Regions from separate parts of the Mus musculus genome. Here regions 2 and 3 are each linked to region 1. The links are chromatin contacts, called in public Hi-C and HiChIP or PLAC-seq maps. All regions are on one chromosome and are shown on one strand. Each heading gives the region's core, a stretch centred on a gene start, on an enhancer-like site or on the middle of the called end of the contact. The rest is flanking DNA. Distances are from core to core; before and after follow the strand shown.

What was found. HiChIP or PLAC-seq counts read pairs in DNA pulled down with a chosen protein or histone mark. A called contact is a pair of places that touch in the nucleus more often than the background predicts.
Region 2: a Hi-C map of the G1E-ER4 cell line shows a contact between it and region 1, with 3 times the contacts expected there. The contact joins two enhancer-like sites. A contact is called at or near these places in 2 of 484 Hi-C or Micro-C datasets (both in the G1E-ER4 cell line) and 1 of 115 datasets of contacts at active chromatin or transcription factors (bone marrow-derived macrophages).
Region 3: a contact with region 1 is called in a CTCF HiChIP or PLAC-seq map of large pre-B cells, with 3 times the contacts expected there. The contact joins two enhancer-like sites.

What each region holds. Positions count from the first base shown.
Region 1 is chr10:111,100,873-111,103,866 of GRCm38.p6, forward strand. No RefSeq gene overlaps it. Among named protein-coding and RNA genes, the nearest start is that of Gm29916, 19 kb to the left of the region's middle. Within about 2 kb of position 1,564, at least 141 of the 459 cell types and tissues checked have an H3K27ac peak or open chromatin away from gene starts, as enhancers often do. A contact at or near this core is called in the G1E-ER4 cell line and bone marrow-derived macrophages, where this site is marked.
Region 2 is chr10:111,671,590-111,674,583 of GRCm38.p6, forward strand. No RefSeq gene overlaps it. Among named protein-coding and RNA genes, the nearest start is that of Gm30624, 12 kb to the right of the region's middle. Within about 2 kb of position 1,407, at least 155 of the 459 cell types and tissues checked have an H3K27ac peak or open chromatin away from gene starts, as enhancers often do. A contact at or near this core is called in the G1E-ER4 cell line and bone marrow-derived macrophages, where this site is marked.
Region 3 is chr10:111,653,475-111,656,468 of GRCm38.p6, forward strand. No RefSeq gene overlaps it. Among named protein-coding and RNA genes, the nearest start is that of Gm40763, 19 kb to the left of the region's middle. Within about 2 kb of position 1,552, at least 29 of the 459 cell types and tissues checked have an H3K27ac peak or open chromatin away from gene starts, as enhancers often do.

The DNA of each region.
Region 1 (2,994 bases), core at 314-2,813:
TGAATGCAGCTCCCCTTCAGAGTGAGTAGAAAATGGCCGGCCCTTTCATGTACCAAAGGAAGGGTTTGCACTCTGCCCCCAACACGATTTCTACCACAGAATAAAGCCAGTACCAGAAATACAGAGGCAGGAGGGGGAGAGAATTTATTGGAAATGGAAGTTACCAACACAGAGAACAGCAAGCAACATTTAATCTAACACTGCTGGGTCTCGCTAAGGGATACATTAAAAAAAAAAATAGGCAAGTTGCTTATAGAAAGAGAACCCCTGAAGGAGAGGGGTAATGCAGAACTACACAAATTACATAGAACAACCTTCTCCCTCTTTCCCTTCTCCCCTCCTTCCTTTTTCTCTCCCCCTCCTTTCTCTTTCTCTCCTTCCTCTTCCCCTTCCCCCCTTTTTTCTCCTCTTTCTCCTCCTATTCTTCTCACTCCTCCCCTCCTCCCTCTCCTCCTCCTTTGCCTCCCACCTGCTCTCCTTCCTCCTCCTCCTTCTCCTCCCCCTTTTCCTCTCCTTCTCTTTTGCTCTCCCAAACTTTATTAATGGAAAAAACAGTGTTGGCCAAGCTATGAAGCACAATCAGTTTTCTGGAATCCCACTTGCAAACACCTGACACTTGGTTTCCAAATGCTCACACAGGAAGCGCACAAGGTTCCGGGTTGGGCTAAACAGGTAAGAAGTTGCAATCCTGATGCTCGCGTGTTCCGGCTTTGCCCAGTCTGTAATCTGTCCTTGAATAGTAATCTTTGCCCAGTAGCTACTATGCCCTCACTCGTTTTGTCTGTTAGCTTGCTGAACTCTTCTTCCCTATGTAGAATTTGAGCCGCCTGGCCAAGAACTGCATTTCTTATGTCAAAACTAGGAATTTGTTTAAAGCAACAGCATGCTCTCTTTTGTATGAGTTGCCTTAGCAGCTATGGCTTGTACTACAGTCTCCTAAAGGAACTGTGGGTTGTCTTAAGCATTCCCAAGCAGCCATGATGAGTTTGAATCTGAAGGAGGCCAGCCACAGCCATTAAATTAACCCTAACGCTGGAATTATTTACATCCATGTTGACCAATGTCCATCTTGAGTTGCAGTTTAAGTAATTTTTGACTTATCAGATTCTAACAATATGTAAAGTTTGAGGTGTCTGTGAGCAGGGCCTCTCTTCTGCTCTGTGAGCTCACCTTGGGGAACTAGGGTCTCAGATAACTCAGAAAACCACAGCGGTTGGAGCCAGTGGCTTTCAGGTTCTCTTCTCACGAACTGGAAGAATGAATTCCATGACTCACAGAGGGTGAGTTTTAGTAAGAACGGTTCTATTGCAGAAAACTCAAAAAGGAAAAAGTCAGGGTCCCCATGCCACTGGGTTCCCAGAAAGTGGGATTCCAGTGAGTCTCCCAATGAGACCTCACTGGATGGAGGCCTGGAGCTGGGGTGAGCCGATCAAGCCCGCTCCCATTCCTGGTCTCAGCCCTGACATCATATTTGGTTTCTGGGAAAAGGGTTCCTTTAGGCCAAGGGAGATAAGGCAAAACTGCTTCTATTTCCTGGCACCCGTGGCCTCTGGCCAGGACAGAACCGAAAGCACTTAGGCTTAAATATCTCTGGCATCTTTGGCCTCCAGCGAGGAGGATGCAGCTGGTGGGACCCAGAGTATTTCCTGCTTTAGCAGAGGGGAATCTGTGCGTGTTTGGAGCCGATTAATCCTGCATTGATGCGGTAGTTTCCATGTGTGGTTCTTGTTACCAAGTTTGTTTTCCAACAGTGTTTCTTTATCCAAGACTAAGCGTAAAACCAAGCCACCAATCAGCAGCTTCTTGCGCATTCCGAATCTTGAAAGGAAAGCGAACGCCTCCGAGACACTTTTCAAAGAACTTGGACCAGTCACTGCTGTGGATGTTTCTTAAATCACCTATGCCTTCAATCTTATGAGCGTCAGACTTTCTGGTCTTCAAGACAGACAATCAAGTTTCTAAATTCTGTTTCATCTTTGCAGGTGAAGCAGACAGGATTCTGGCAGCGGAATCAAAAGCTTGCTTCATTCAGAACGTGCCCCCCCCCGCCCCCCCCCCGCCCCCCCGTCTCTCAGGTTGCTGCCCCGCCCCCAGCCCCACCCAGGTGTAGTAGCCGCAAGCTGAGGGATAATATAGATAATATTGATTCTCTGATCCTTTATAGTCGTGCTTTTGTTTTGATCCATGAACTGACCGGATGTAGACTGGCCCCCTCCGCTCCTCATACTCAAATCCATGTAAGAAAGGGGAGGCTTGTAGGTGTCAGAAATGGAAAGACTCAAATTCAGAGTAGCGAGTGAGTAGTGCCAAAGCTGGGGGTGTCACGGTCACAGAGCACCCAGGATTGGCTATTGTCAAGCGGCATGGCGTGAGTCATCAGACTTCACGTCCGTCCGTCCGACCGTGAGGCAGCAACCGCAGAGAATAAGCAGCTGACTTAGCTAAGAGAAGTGCTCCGTTAGCTTCCTGAACATGAGCAAGAAGTCTGTGCTGGTCAGTATTGCGTTAGCTTGACACAGCTAGGGCAATCTGGGAAGAGAGAAAAATGCCTCCATCTGATTGGCCGGTGAGCAAGTCTGTGGGGGAGCATTCTCTTCACCAATGATCCATGTGGAATAGTCCAGACCACTCCTGGGTTGATAGTTCTGGGATGAATAAAAATAAATAAATAAGCTCAGCAACCAGGAGCAAGTTTCTAAACTGCGTTCCTCCATTACCTCTGAGTCCTGCCTGGATTTCCCTTCCTGGTGGATTATAACTTGGGTTAACCCTTTCCTCTCCCAGGTTACTCTTGGCCGTGATATTTATCACAGCAATAGAGAGCAAACGAGGAGCCTCTGGTGGGAGCCTCGGGTTTGAGAGTTCAGTCCATGCTCAGCTTGGTCTGTTGTTTTTAAGTCCGTGACAAGGCAAAAGCATCATGGGAGAAAGCTGTGACAGAAGAAAATGGTCCCCATTATGGCTGCACAATGTGAAGGAGTCTAGAACATTCTT
Region 2 (2,994 bases), core at 157-2,656, 570 kb after region 1:
ATTGTTGGGTCACACCTCTAGTGCCTGGCTTGGGGAAGACAGAAGAGACTTTAGGACCAGGGGCCCGTTGGGTTGGGTGGACCGGTTGGATTCAGGTAGTTTGAGGTCTTGAGCCTGGTAGTCAGTTTTCTTGAAGCCTGTTCTCAGTCTAGAGGCAAGCAAGGGATCATGTAAATTCGAGAAGAGAAAACTGAGTGTCCACAAGGTGAGGCAGATTTCTCCATTTAATGAGATCTGAGCAAAGTTTGAAAAGGACTGGTGTATATAAGGTTGACATTATCCATTTAGAAAATGATTTTCTGTGGCCTCAGCAAGGGCAGATGTGTATATTAGCGACATACATCACCACCTGTGATTCCAGTTCACAGTTCTGAATTTTCATTCAGAGGTTACAGTATAGATTCATTAGATCGTATATTATCAGATTACAGCATAGATTCATTAGAACACACCAGGCCAATAAAGATGCCACGCTGTTGAAGACTAAGCAGATTCTGTTGATGCTCCTGCCCTTCCGTCATGACTTCCGGGTTTCTCTACTTGAACTTCTTGACGTTTTGGGTCAGATTTTTCTGTGGGGAGATGTTCTGTCCATTGTGCGGGCTTTTTTTGGTGGCATCCTGGCCTCCCCATCCACCCGAGATGCCTGCAGTGTCTCCGTCATGACAGCTGCTGTCTGGGAAGCAAAAGTGCCCTCTTCCACACATAAGAGATTATCATTGAACCAGAAGATTAAAAAGGAAATGAGTTTATATGTGTTTATATGCATGCCTGTCTGTGCATGTAAACACGCCACTGCGGTCTGAACGTTTGGGTTCTCTCAAATTCTGTGTGGAAGCAAAATCAGCAACGCCATGACTTTGCATCACGGGGCTGTGGGAGAGGTGACTTTCTCCTTCCGTGTGTGGGGTGCAGCCCCTCCTGATGATACCCAAAGGTGGGCATTTGCAGTCATGTCCTATGAAGGCCCAGTGAGAAAGTGCCCTCTATGAATCAGGAAATACTCCTTCAAAAGACAGTGACTCTGCTGTCACTGGGCTTTAAGAACTGGGACTTTAAGAACTGTGGGGAGGAAATTGCTGTCACTTGTGAAATACCCAGTTCATGGGTTCTGTTCTGCCAACCTCAGCGGATGAAGACTAATTTTCTTCTTTCTCTGAGATGTGAAACTAACAGAGGCCTTTTACAATCTCCCTAGCTTCTCATGAATAGACGGGCAGCTCGGGTAACTTTGACTTAACAGACTGATTCTCCTTCCCTTCCACTTGAAAAGCTGATTCATCCTGAAGAATGGGGTGACAGCAGATCTGATCCTTGGCTGATTAGAGCTGAGTTGGAGAGAGGCTGTCAAACCGGATCTGCCGGGCTTCGCTCTATTGAGTGAGGTCATTCAGAGTGAAACTGGAGACTCTACTGTAAACACTTGACTCCAGCAAGGCATCCCAAGGGCACTTAGCGAAGTTGTTCCTGAGCCTTTAGGGCCTGGGGAGAGATTCAGTGGGTTGACTCATTTCATTTTATTTACTTTTTCTTCCAGTAAAATCTATATTTGTTTTGAAATAGTGGTGGAGGAATTGAGGACGTCAGAATGGTGTCCTTAGGGATGTATAAGGGACAGTGTAGAAGGGATACTTATAGCTGTGTCAAGTCATAAAAGCAAAAGGTGGGGAGCAACTTTAGAGTTCGATTATCTGCGTCCCCCAACCCATCCAACCCACTGCAATGGATCCTATAGGGGAATTGAGATTAGGCACTGACCAACCAGTGTTTGGTTACTCTCTCCTTTAGCAGAGTTTGGCAGAGTTGGTCAGTTTCCTGTTGTAACAGTCTTATCTGGGCTTCCTCTATATCATGCAGAACTCCCACCCCACCCCCACCCCAGTTTGTCTCTTTTTCAGGCTTCTCTTTGTGAGGCTGTGAATGGTGGATTTTCTACACAGTTTTCTTTCTTTCCTTTGAATGCCCCTTCCCTGAGTTTGCCAGGTCCCCCAAATGCTAAAAATCTATACTCCTAGTCCAGCATTTGTTTTTTGTTTTTGTTTTTTAATTCAAACCAGACTCGCATTTTCAATTATGTCATTAACCTTTCCTCCTAGATGTCTAACAGACATCTCAGACTGAACATGGCCCCAGTAGGGCAATTGTGCCCCTTTCATCTTGTAGTGCTGGCCAGTGGCCTCACTGGGTACCCTCTTTTCTCACTGTGGTCTTTTCATCGTCCCAAGAGTGACCCCATGAACATTGTTGAAAGCCATTTTCTTAGTCCTGTCTTTGAATGACATCCCATTGACCAAGAATAAAATTCCAGGTCATTTACAATGCTCACACGACTTCAAATACCCAGTGCTGGCATTTAGTCTAGGCTCTGCCCCACAGTTACCGGACCACAGCCAGATGTGCCTGCCTCACTATAAAAGGGGCTGCTTGCCCCCTCCTCTCCCTCTCTTGCTCTCTAGAGCTCTTGCTCCTTTCTCTTCTCCTCTTGCTCCTGCCCCCCCTCTCTAGAGCTTCTGTTGCTGCCCCCTCTCAACCCTCAGCTCTTAATTATAGGCCTTTCCCATCATCCACTCCCATGTCTCCTCACACCACTCGTCGACATTACAGACTAGGTTATACACTCTACGACATTTCTTCATGAAGTGAAGGGAAGCTCACGGAGAGGCTCTGTTCCTAGGTGCCTGGCAAACGGTAGGTGTGTAATGAACACGCATATATCACCCTGCGGGTATTTCTACAACAGGAGACTGGGCCACATCCTGACCTCCAGCCCTCTAGCTCAGCCTGCTGAAGAGAGGTAGCTGGAGGGAAGCACGCTAGTTCAGAAAAGATTCATTCACATAATTCGCAGGTATAGTCAGGGAAATGGTTGGGGCTGAACTCCTAGGTGACCCTTGAGCAATTTGGCTTTGATTTCTGCGGGAAGAGGCTGTGCTGGAGCTGGGCAGGTGCATTAAATGATTTGTAGGCATTTGGGTAACCTGTTCTGAGATTTCA
Region 3 (2,994 bases), core at 302-2,801, 550 kb after region 1:
CTCACCAGCACAGCTCATGGTCCTTGACATAGAGGGGATTTGCTGTGTCCGTGGAAATGAGCCATCGTCCCCGCTGCGTTGCAGTGCTGAGCAAATGAATCTAAAACTCAGGCTCCTTTCCCTCCAGCATGGGATGGAACTATTTCAGGATGGGTGAGAATATTCATGACTCCTCAAAAGGATGGACATTAGGACGTAAGGTTATTTACAATTATGAAAATAAATATTGTACAATTCTAAAAGTTAAGAGAATAGCTCTGGGGGCTGGTGAGATGGCTCAGGGGGTAAGAGCACCCGACTGCTCTTCCAAAGGTCCAAAGTTCAAATCCCAGCAACCACATGGTGGCTCACAACCACCTGTAACAGAGATCTGATGCCCTCTTCTGGTGCGTCTGAAGACAGCTACAGTGTACTTACATATAATAAATAAAAAAAAAAAAAAAAAAAAAAAAAAAAAGAGAATAGCTCTGTGTTGATATTGCCTTGGTTCTTAAGGGCAGGATTTGTGGAGCAGTGGGTAGGGAAGGCCATGGTGGGTCTAGCAGCCTGCACAACTGGGCTGGAAGGCTGCCTTTACTAGCACTTGTGACCTTGGGGTGTTAATTAATATCTCCTAGTCTGTCTCCTCACTTCAAAAATACTAGTGATAATACTGCTATCTCATGGGATTCTTCTAAGTCTAGAGATAAAGACGACCTTGTTAGAGCACAGTGCCAGCCATTAATTTACTTACTTACTTGAGATGGGGTCTTACCATGTAGCCAAAATTGGCCTCCACCTCTGTTTATAGCTCTTGATTGCCTTTGAACTCATAAGCCTTTTACCCCTGTGTCCCGAGTGCCAGGGTTACAGGCATGTACCTTCCTGCCAGACTGGTATTTATATTCTCTTCTGAGAAAATCCAGCCCAATTCTACAAGAACCTTAATTTCGTCTGCCGTTTCTCAAAAATCATTCCTTAATTTCCCCGGGGTGTCACAGACATGAGCTCCTTGGCTGGGTCATATGAAAACACTTCCCTGAATACGGAGAGATGCGGTCGCTCCAGCAACAGGAGTCCCGGTGGCACAGGTACCCTGCAATTATTTAAGCTAGCTACTCATATCCTCCCCGCAGAGTCTTTCTACAGAGAGCATGTGAGTCACAGAGGGAATACGGCCGTCATACTGAAGTACCGAACCATGACCTATGGCTTGCCAGTCACAAGAATGGGTCTCTGTTTGTGTTCAGTGCAAGTTTTTACCTGCTTTATTGTTCTTCTGACTTCGGGCTTGTCTTTAGTTCTTTCGACTGGAAAAGGGGGAAAAAAATCTCTGACAAGAGGAGTTCTTAAGCTGCCGTTCCAGTTGACGTGAAGCTAATTCTAACTCAGACTGTTTTGCTCCGACTGCCTCAGGGTGAGGCAAGACCCTGGCATTTCTACCTCTGTGCTTCAGTCACTTGCAAGTCTTCCTTAGGTTATGGTTCTTCCTCTCCCTTTACCGTGGGCACAGTGCCCAGGTGCAGAAACTCTCAGCAGGGAATAAGAAGGACTAAGCTAATTACCAGCTATTTCCTCTTTCCAGAGCATTGTATTACTACGGTCCCCAACCTGCTTTTACAGATGCCTACAGCACACTATGCGTGTGTTTGGGTAGATAGGAACGCTTTTGGGTCTGCTGATCATTGCAGGCTTATTGGGAGGTGTAGTTCAGATCACACATCGGCACCCACTGGCTTAGCTGGCACAGCTCAGGGACGTCTTGGATCTCTGTTTGTAAATTCCGAAGACTGTTTGTTGCAGGTTAGAGGACACCGGTTGCCAGTCCAGACACTTGATGCTTGTGATGCTTGGGTACAGAGAGCATTTCCTTCCCCAGCCTCACCTTCTCATCATTAACAAAGTGAACACTGGCCCTGGGTTATTAGCGAGGTTAGAGGGAAGTATAGGACTGTGGGGACAGTCGTGACAATTGTAGCAACATTTAATTAGAAGCAATAAGAAGCTGCCCAGTGATATTTCTTGCTTTTGGGTTTAGTTTATGTCCATGGCTCAGGACACTCATCTAAGTGCTAATAACATAAGAGAGCTCTTATCTCTGCTTCAGAAGCAGAGCACACACACATACACACACACACACACACACACACACACACACTCATACACACTCATACACACATAAACACACACACATATACATACTCACACACTCACACACACTCATACATACACACACTTACACACACACACACACACACTCATACACACATAAACACACACACATATACATACTCACACACTCACACACACTCATACACACACACACTTACACTCACACACACACACACACACACAAATGTATACACAGCCGTCAAATGCTTCTAGACAGCTGGGGTAAAGTGAGTGTGACAGGCACAGCCACAGGCCTGCTGGTCTCACTTGTGCCTTGGAGATACATGCAAAGAGTGACAAGCCCTAGACAAGATCTCAGTTCTCTCCCAGGCGAGCAGCCACCTGAGCTGCCCTGGCAGGAACTTCCCTGTTGTCTCCTTGTACAAAGGGGCCAGTTACTCAAATCATGCAGACATATCTGCCCTAGGTTTTTAATTAACTTTGCAATGTGAGTGTTGGGGATGGGAGTGGGTAGGGGGAGATGGGAAAGGTAGGTCAGCTGATGTAAGCACTCCTCCCCTTCATCCTTGGATCCAGGGAAACTAAAGGAAGAGAAAAGGAAAAGACCAGGAAGCGTCCATAACAGAAGTTGGCCTTTTCCAGAGCTCGCTTCCCCGTGCATGGAGGAGACAGTCCCAATGTCATTAACTGGAAGAAGCAAAGGAGTTACACTTTTCATCATTGCTGAGCACATCAAATGCATGGGGCCTCAGTTTCTTGCTTACAGGGTAGATCCCAAGGTCAGCAAGGGATTTTGGAAAACAAGAGAGAGAGAGAAAGAAAAGAATACTTCATGTGGTATCAGAGACATGTCTATGGCTAGGCAAGCTTGATGTCCTTGAA